Linked DNA regions of Sus scrofa: regions 1 and 3 are each linked to region 2. The links are chromatin contacts, called in public HiChIP or PLAC-seq maps. All regions are on one chromosome and are shown on one strand. The core of a region is the stretch at or near the end of the contact, and the rest is flanking DNA. Distances in the headings are between cores, read along the strand shown. Region 1 overlaps MED13L (mediator of RNA polymerase II transcription subunit 13-like). Region 2 overlaps C14H12orf49 (UPF0454 protein C12orf49 homolog). Region 3 overlaps MED13L (mediator of RNA polymerase II transcription subunit 13-like).

Region 1 (2,834 bases), core at 187-2,686, 340 kb after region 2:
CAATCCATAACCTGATTTTATAAAGGTACAAATTGTTGTGATTTTCTTTTTTGCTTGAAAATAGGTTTTGTATACTTATTTACATAGTTGAAGATTTGTAACTTTAATATATTCCATTGATGAACATGAACAACTAACTCATCAGGGTCTTGCCCTCTCCAGAGACATGGGAATGAAAATGTTCTGGGGTAACTACTTTTTTGCCTTGTCCTGCAGTTTGCTTCTTTTCATAGCAATATATAGAAAACATGGTGGTTATATCTAGCTTGGACCATGGAAGTCAACTAATACACAATTTAATTAAAACCCCATAGAAAAAGAGGTCCCCGAGAAGAGTAATGAAAGTGAGTCAACTCGTAAGAAGTATAAATCAAGGTAATATCAGCTGTTATGGACAAGCTGGGAACCTAACTGCTTTATATAATGTTTCCTGGGAGAACAAAATTTTGAATTCCAAACCAGTGATTTACAAATGAAATTATGGAGCACTACCCATTTGTAATTGAGATCTTTCTAAGCCAATTTAAGAGGAAAGGGTATGCCCAAATTTTTAAGGCTCAGATTATCATTGTTTCTTTTTAGTTAATTTGTTACCGAGAAATGATCTTGTGTTGTATTTTGTTTGTTATGTGCATAAAATGTTGTATGATAATTTTCTGTGTACATTGATGTGGCAGAGTAGCCCATGGCCTCATTTAGTTTGATGCTGAAGGAGGAAGAAAAATATTTCCCATTTGTTAAATTCTAAAATTTCTGTTCATGCTCCATTACCCTTCCTTTTCCCCCTCCCTACTCTGAACAACAACAAAACAATACAAAGTGAAACAAAAATAAGAACCCTTTTCAAGCAATTTTGTATCCTTTTTTTTTTTTTTTTTTTTTTTTTTTTTTGGTCTTTTTAGGGCCTCAGCCTGTGGCATGTGGAGGTTCCCAGGCTAGGGGTCTAATCACAGCTGTTGCCACTGGCCTATGCTACAGCCACAGCAATGCCAGATCTGAGCCACGTCTGTGACCTACACTGCAGCTCACGGCAGTGCGGGCTCCTTAACCCACTGAGCAAGGCCAGGGATTGAACCTGTGTCCTCGTGGATGCTAGTCAGATTTGTTTTTGCTGAGCCACGATGGGAACTCTGTAACCTTTTCTTTGGAACAGTGAAAAACGCTTGCCGCATATTACAGTTAAGAAGCGAAAGTGATGGCTTTTTCACACATGTGTTTAAATGCTCTCAAAATCACTTTTTAGGAGGTTAACTATAATAGTGATCAATTTGATAAAAGATATGTGAGGATTTTAAGGGTATTTTGAAAATTTCTTGAGGTTCTTTAGTATTTCCATCTCTTGCCCAAATGTTTATTCTATAGAATGTAAACAGTAAAGAAAACAGACTAAATCTAAGCATTTCATAATCAGTGGTTAGCTACTGATGTAGATCAGAATTAAGCAATCAACAGCGATTACAGAGTCATTTGGTGGAGAGCAAACCTGTAATTCTTTCTCTCTCTGAAGCCAACAGAGCCTGAACCCACAACGCTTGCTGGTAGATAAGATAAAATGTAGCAGACAATTTTGAATTCATCTCTTTGATTTGAGTGGAAGAGCTTGGCTGCATGCAATTCTAATATTTAAGGACACTAAAAAGAGTTCTTATTTTTAAGAAATATAATTCTGACATATCAGTATATTTAAAAAAGAATTCTTATGTTAAGTTAATGTAACACACTTAAGTTCATACTGCTTTAGAATGTTTGTATTAAAAAAGGGTCACTTCATTTTTATACATACATACTCAAATTTATTTACTACCTGAACTTAAAGGTAGTAAATAAATCAGTGGTAGTCTTGAACTTTTAATGTAGTCTGTGTCTTAAGTAAGAAACAACTGTGAAATTATTGTTATATGCTTGTTTGATGATAGTAGTCATTTGCTAACAATTGACTACCACTAGTTACTTACAGGCACTGGAAACAAACAGTGAAGAAAACATACTAAAATCTTTTTTTGTTGTGGCTTTTAAATTATAGAGGAGATAGTAAAGAAGTAAACACAAAATAGTATATCAGATGCCATTTACTATCATGGAAGAAAATGAAGTACTCAGGAGTAGAGTTGCTATTTTAAATAGAATGGTCACATGCTATTGTGTATGGAATGGATGGTCACTGGAAACCTGATGTATAGAGCAAGGGGATCTCTACCTAATATTCTGTAATAACTATATGGGAAGAGAATCTGAAAAAATGGATGTATGTGTAACTGAATTACCTTGTTGTACAGCAGTAATTATCACAACATTGTATCAACTCTATTTCAGTTAAATTAGAATGGTGATAGAAAGTCTCACTGATTAAGGTGACATTTGAGCGGAGGCCTGAAAAAGTGGTCATATCATAGATACAATTTTGAAGGTAGGATTTGGTTCCTTCGATATGGATTGTGAGTGAGCAAGTATAAAACAAAATTTGAATACATTTATAGGAACTCGTCAGTGCTTTTTGATATTGCTCAATTATTTCATTAAATAATTTTGGAAATCTGGATGCCAAGATAATTTTATTTTTATGTTTTGTTATGTGTTATCAATTCTCTTTGCACATTTTGTATGTTAGAGTATTTGTGTAGCTCCATTTATGGATTGGATTTCTATATATGAGGATATAAAAAATCAATTTCAGGATTATAGTGCAGTGTACTGCTGCTGCCACCTAATGTTTATAGCCTTCATTTATATAATTACAATAACTGGTTATGCATAGCTTTAATATTGGTTTGAAACAGAATGTTAACAGATTAATTGAACCTTACTTAATTGCCTTCATATTAGATTCCTGATAT
Region 2 (3,033 bases), core at 465-2,964:
ACTTGTTGAGCTCAGCTCAGCTCGGCTTAGTTAATTGAGTTAAGGCGAGCTGAGTCGTACTGAATGCACCAGCTGGCTGGCCTGGAGGAGATCCAAGCTGAAGATGTTAAGAATCACACTAATTCAATAAGCGGCTGCAAGGTAGTCTAAGTAACGAGCCCACGTGCCTTTCCTTACCCGAATTACCCGTGTTCCACCAGCACCTTGCGAGCCTTCTCTCTCTGGAATCCCCTGTGTGTTTGCTGGAGACACCAGGCAAGAAAGTGTAGGAAAGGAGAAAGGAAGCAGAGAACTTTCTGTCTGTTTGGGTACAGGTGCGGCTACAACTACATCTTCCGTATCTAAAACCCTCATCATGCACCTCGCGTAGCAATGTAACCAAGAGCTCACACTCTTGACTCTGATTGCCAGAGTCTGGAGCTGGTGAGCACCTTGGAGAAATTAATCCATCTCTCTGCAGCTTCCTCTCCTCATCTGTAAAATGAGGATGAGAATAGTACCTTCTGTATGGGGTTCTTGGGAGGATTCAGTGAAGCAACACCTGTCAAGCACTTAGCACATGGTTTCAGGAACACTGTAAGCACTCAAAAAGTTTAGCTGTGATGATTAGCAGTGACCAGTGCTGCAGAGAAGTGGGTTTGAAATGTGCAGCAGGGCTGGTGCCTGGAGACGAGCTTTCCAGACACGGGAGAGCAGAGCAGAGAAGTTGTTTGTAAACATCTTACACAGAAGCACATGGCTTACTCATGTAAGTTTTTCTGGGATGGTGATGTAAGCTCAGCGTACGAGGCGGGGAGTAGCAGAATCTGGCTGTTTTTCTCCATTCTGGCAGAGTTTTACCTACCGGGAGAGTCCCCAGTGTCTGCTTATATACCCAGAGATCAGAGAAAAAGCCACACAAAGTTTCCCTCTTTCTGCTCTGCTCTGGGAAGCCACTCCATCCGTGTTAAGATCTGCACCCTTTAGCTAACCAGTCAGGGATGTACGGCAGGGGTATGTGTGTTGGTCTTGTCCGCCGGTCTCTAACATGGATCTCTCCAGGCTGCGGTGGGAAGGGCAGGACAGGGGAATCCTGAGGTGTTTTTTTCTTAGACTCTGCACGTTGTTGCTGTCCACGTGGCCTTGGTCAGACTCTCGCCCTTTCTGGCTATTGTTCCTTATTTATGAATGAGTGAGTGAGTGGGCAAGGGTTACAGAAAATCACTAGATTTGCAAGTTTTAAAAATATGAGGAACTGTTTGTTTAAATAAATGTGTACACAGGAACTGAATATACAAAAGGACATGGGAATTGCCAGGTGCTTGAAATAGGGGTGGGGGTCCTAGAGTCCCAGCCGTTGAGCTTCTGTCACCCTTCCTTTCTTGCTCCCCTCCACTGTCTTCTTCCTTCCAGGAGTGCCCAGGGGGCACATTTTGAAAACTGCCAACTGGAATGAGTTCATGGGGTAGGGGCAGGGCTAGAGTCCCAGGGCTGGATAGAGCATGAGGGGGGTGCCCACAGTAGTCTCCAGCATTCTCCAGAGGCGGAATGTGGATCTGTGTGAGCCCTTTCCTGGCAGCAAGTACAGGACACCATGACTTTCTGCCCACCCAGTATCCATTCCTCCTTCTGGAAAGGGCATCCCATGTTCTTTGGGGGAACTATTCACTCTCAGTCAGTCCCTGTGGTTTGCTAGCTTCAACAGTGAACACGTGATTGGGGCCTGGGCGGTCAGATCATTCCATCTGCCTTGCCCTAGTCACTGGTTGAGCAACGGGCACCACCAGACCTGGCTTGTACAGAGGCAACCAGGAGAAAGCCTTGAATTGATTCTGCAAAGATGTAAAACAGGTAGAGAGAGCCAATCTGAAATTGAAATTAAACAGGGAAAAGCAGAGCCCAAGAGATAGGGAGAGGCAAATTCCCTGAAGACCTAAAGGAGAGCCTGGATCCAGCCATGCTTGAAGCTAATGTAGCCCTTGCTTCTCAGTGAAAAATGCCAATACACTTTTGATCTGGCTTAAGTCCCTTCAAGTTAGGAGTTTGTCACTTTGCAACTGAAACTTCCTGACTAATACACATGTAATCCCTTTAGGTTTCAGTTTTCTCATCTACTGTGTATTTCTAAAAATCCATAAACCTCACTTTTAAGAGGATCTATAAACACATGTATTCTATCACAGCAGCAAGACATTAGCAAGAGTGGTTAAGTATTTTGAATATGTATTAGTTCAAAGGAAAGCAAAACAAGAGTTGGTTAATATCAGTTTACTTTATTCTCTCAATGAAGGTGCGAGGAGCAACAGACAAATAAATATCCATTATAAATGGGAATGGAGAAAGCAGGAGGAGGCCCCAAATGCCAGGAGAATGCATAGAAAGCCTTAACTTTGAATTTTATTTCAATTAGATAGTGGGGAGGGGGTTGCAGGGAACTAAGGTTCCCACAATTCTGCAGGCGGGCTAAGCCCAAGGGAAACGCTGCCAGTCATATTACACACACCCCCTCCCTCCCAACCGCCTCCCCCACCCCCGCCCTAGGTTCCTGGGGCCAGGAAAGATCTAGGGGAAGCGTTGAAGGGATTTGTCTTAGAGCATAAGCTTGGGAGGCCAGAGGTCAACAACTGTGGATGAGCCCACGACAAGCCACTGCAGCTCATGGCCAGCAGTGTGCACGTGGCCTAATCTTCCCTGGACAGACACAGGCCAGCCTTTTGAGGCCCAGGAGAGCTGTTTCTTGGGATTGCCATCTCAGAACGCTATTGTGGTCTGCTCAGGAACCCTTGAAATCGAAAGCCCCAAGCTCCCCTTGTCACTGCCAGCGCACATAAATACCACCAGGGGGGATTTCCCACGGAATTTTTTGCAACCACTCAAATGTTTCATTTCCCATTGTTTGCCAGCCCCTCTCGGAGCCTCAACTGTCAAAGCAGCAGCAAACACAGGCTGCTTTCCCCCCAGGACCCCACTGCACTCACTCTCACTCCCCCTCCACTCGGGAAGCTGGCTTTGGCAGGATGTGATCAGCTCAGCCAGGGAATAAGGTCTGTTAGT
Region 3 (3,153 bases), core at 271-2,770, 490 kb after region 2:
AGAGATTAAGCGTCTTCCTAAAGAATATCTGATAATAAAAATGGTGAAAACTACTTTTTAACATGAATCTTTAGCAGGTGGAATCTCACTTTATCCATAGTTTTTTCTGTTTGTTCTCTTTTACCTTTGACAAAAGTTATCAAGATGACTGAGGCTTTGAAGACTGAGGTATATAACTGTGATAGGTAGAATCAAAGAAGTTGAGTAGCCCTAAGTGGAAAATGCCTTTATTACATTTCTTAGAGAAAATTTAAAAACTAATTTAGTGAAAGAATTATGAGATAAAATTTTGTAGCATAGCTAGAATACTTAGTAAATGAAGTGAAAGCTATTTTTAAGTCATTGTCATTTTAACTCCAAGTGAATTTATATGGTTTCATTATTTTCCAAATATCTACTTTGTTAATCAAGATCTATAATTTAATATGGTTTGAACATTTTGTGAAGCAGACTCATGGTTTAAGATACACCACTTACAAGTTAATTTTATATTAAAATTGACGAGTAGCTGCCCTTTGGCTTCGGAAGGGGAATAGGGACTAAAAGTTAAAGATGATGAATGTATTTCAAATGTAACCTAAGTCTATTAAAGTCTTTAGCCTTGTTTTAAAGAAAACTTATTGATCTTGTTGCTGCTACATCTGAAGACTTGTTTTTCAATCTCAGAACTTATCGTTTATACAGTATCTCCAGTGGTTCTGTGGTAGTTTCTGGCTTGGATTGTATCACTAATTCTGTGAATTATTTTATGTTCCTTAAGGGTAAAATACTGTCACATCAAGATGACTTGAGGATCAACTTGGGGATTTAGGCTTTCTTCTTTTCTTTTTTTCTTAGCAGCAGCAAGTGCCATTTTATCTGAAGATATATAGAATTCTGTTATAGAAAATAAATAAAAGAGGAGCTTTTCTAATGGAAATGAAAGTTTAGGTCTGAAACCCTTTCTATTGTCTTTGTCTACCCTTGTTTTATAAATAAATACCTGAGGCCGAGAGAGGGTAAATTATTCAGGATTATATAATTAACTAGGTAACATGTTAAAAAGTCGTCTAATCCAGAGGTTCTCACCTTTTTTCTTGCCTCAATATGATGGAGGCTTTCTCTTCCCCCAATAAACAAAGGAAAGAAAAAAAGCCTGATGAGAATCACACGTCTAGTCAAGCCTTCCCTTTTAGATGAAGAAACTGATGCCCTGAGGGAGGAAGTGACCTGAACACTGCAGTGTTGTGCTTAGAGCACCTGGATTAGGGAACCCAACCCACTGCTTCTCTATATACCTCTGCCTTAGACACTAGCCCAGGTCAGAGCATGGAGCATCTACTCTTTATTAAGTTCTGATTCAGACCTATAAATTGTATCTTACTCTGTTCAGTGGTTACTGTATATCTGTTAAAATGTTGAAGTTGCTAGAAGGAGCAATATCATTAGCGATTAGGCACATCAGTTATGATTCCAAGTCACTTAAACCTGCCTCAAACGTGTAAATAAATTTGCTTTAAGGACACCCCCTAGTGGCTAGATTTTACAATCACAACTTGGATTTCATTGCATATACTCCCACTTTAAGAATCAGTGCTGGAGTTCCTGATGTGGCACAGCAGAAACAAATTGGACCAGTATCCAGGAGGATGCAGGTTCAATCACTGGCATTGCTCACTGGGTCAGGGATCCAGCATTACCATGAGCTGTGGTATAGGTCACAGACAGTGCTCAGATCCCACGTTGCTGTTGCTGTTGCTGTGGCTGTGGTGCTCAGATCCCACGTTGCTGTTGCTGTGGCTGTGGCTGTGGTGTAGGCCAGCAGCTGCAGCTCCAGTTCGACCCCTATCCTGGGAGCTTCCATATGCAAAAAAAAAAAAAAAAAAAAAAGGGGGAAAAAATCAGTACCATTATGAGACACTGTTAATGATGATAGTTAATCTCAGATTTTTTTTTTTTTTAAAAGGGTTGAGAATCACTGTTCTCAGTACTTCGTAAAAGATAACTTTTTCCCCCAGGTGATTTTCAATAAATCGTCTTTTGGTTCTAGGTGAGATTATTGATCCTAACTGTGAAGTTTTATTTATTTATTTACTTACTTATTTATTTAATGGCCACACCTGTGGCATATGGAAATTTCTGTGTCAGGGACTGAACCTCAGCTGCAGCTGCAACCTACGCCACAGCCATAGCAATGCCATATCCTTAAGTCACTGGGTTAAGCTGGGGATCAAACCTATGCCTCAGCAGCAACCTGAGCTGCTGCAGTCAGATTCTTAATCCATTGTGCCACAGCAGGAACTCTAAAATTTCATTTTAATATCAGTTTGGAAAGGAAGTACGGAACTGTTTTCCCAAAGAGTAGTGAATATGGTAGAGTTATCAAATCAGCTGAGTAATCCTACTACATGTAAATCACCATTCTAGCCCTAAAAAGATTTTTGTTTCCTGTAAAATACATTTTTAATGGATTTGTCCATGTAAAATTTGCAGTGTAACATTTGTTATATAATTCTTAAATATTTCGTACATACTTTGTAATCTGGGATAGAAATTTTAAAAGTGGTTAGGTTATTGTACTTACAGCTTCTACTTAGTTCATCTCCTAAGGGTTTTCAGAGAATCAATCATTGGAAGAAAAACATATTATATACACTTTATTCACATGATTAATGTGAAGGCAAATCATAAAGCATCAAGAGGATAGTGATAAAGTTCCAGAACAGGATAATTTTCTGCTGATGGCCTTCTTTGACATTTCCATTATTAATATTCTATTATGTAACTGATATGACCATTCAGTTAGCTTAATTTCTGATACCAACTAGGGTACCTGGGATTTTTTTTTTTTTTCCTATAGATGGTTGTAATTCATTTTAAAAGTTAACAAAATATTTTTCCTCTGTAATTTTAGATAATGAAGTATATTCACATATAGATCAAATGGGAAGTATGAAAAAAATCACTTCTTTATATTACCTCTTTATTTAAAAAGTTTGAGATTCACCAATTAAAACATGCCTGAATCAGTTGCAAAATTATCTAAATTATGAATATGTTTAGTAGCCACTACCACTTTAGAATGTGCACTTTTAATCTTTGACATGCATGTACATTAAATAAAATGGCATTCATTTTATCAGAGATTTTTGCTCTGTTGGCTAAATAGAAGAT

The links. HiChIP or PLAC-seq counts read pairs in DNA pulled down with a chosen protein or histone mark.
Region 1: a contact with region 2 is called in an H3K27ac HiChIP or PLAC-seq map of alveolar macrophages. The contact joins two enhancer-like sites. A contact is called at or near these places in 1 of 47 Hi-C or Micro-C datasets (epiblast stem cells) and 1 of 2 datasets of contacts at active chromatin or transcription factors (alveolar macrophages).
Region 3: an H3K27ac HiChIP or PLAC-seq map of alveolar macrophages shows a contact between it and region 2. The contact joins two enhancer-like sites. A contact is called at or near these places in 2 of 2 datasets of contacts at active chromatin or transcription factors (alveolar macrophages and skeletal muscle).

The regions. Positions count from the first base shown.
Region 1 is chr14:36,193,050-36,195,883 of Sscrofa11.1, forward strand. The region is part of intron 2 of MED13L (mediator of RNA polymerase II transcription subunit 13-like); the gene reads left to right. Among named protein-coding and RNA genes, the nearest start is that of MED13L, 130 kb to the left of the region's middle. Within about 2 kb of position 1,437, at least 1 of the 83 cell types and tissues checked has an H3K27ac peak or open chromatin away from gene starts, as enhancers often do. A contact at or near this core is called in alveolar macrophages, where this site is marked.
Region 2 is chr14:35,855,802-35,858,834 of Sscrofa11.1, forward strand. The region is part of intron 4 of C14H12orf49 (UPF0454 protein C12orf49 homolog); the gene reads left to right. Among named protein-coding and RNA genes, the nearest start is that of C14H12orf49, 150 kb to the left of the region's middle. Within about 2 kb of position 1,715, at least 11 of the 83 cell types and tissues checked have an H3K27ac peak or open chromatin away from gene starts, as enhancers often do. A contact at or near this core is called in alveolar macrophages, where this site is marked.
Region 3 is chr14:36,342,066-36,345,218 of Sscrofa11.1, forward strand. All of the region lies in intron 14 of MED13L (mediator of RNA polymerase II transcription subunit 13-like), which reads left to right. Among named protein-coding and RNA genes, the nearest start is that of MED13L, 280 kb to the left of the region's middle. Within about 2 kb of position 1,521, at least 3 of the 83 cell types and tissues checked have an H3K27ac peak or open chromatin away from gene starts, as enhancers often do. A contact at or near this core is called in alveolar macrophages, where this site is marked.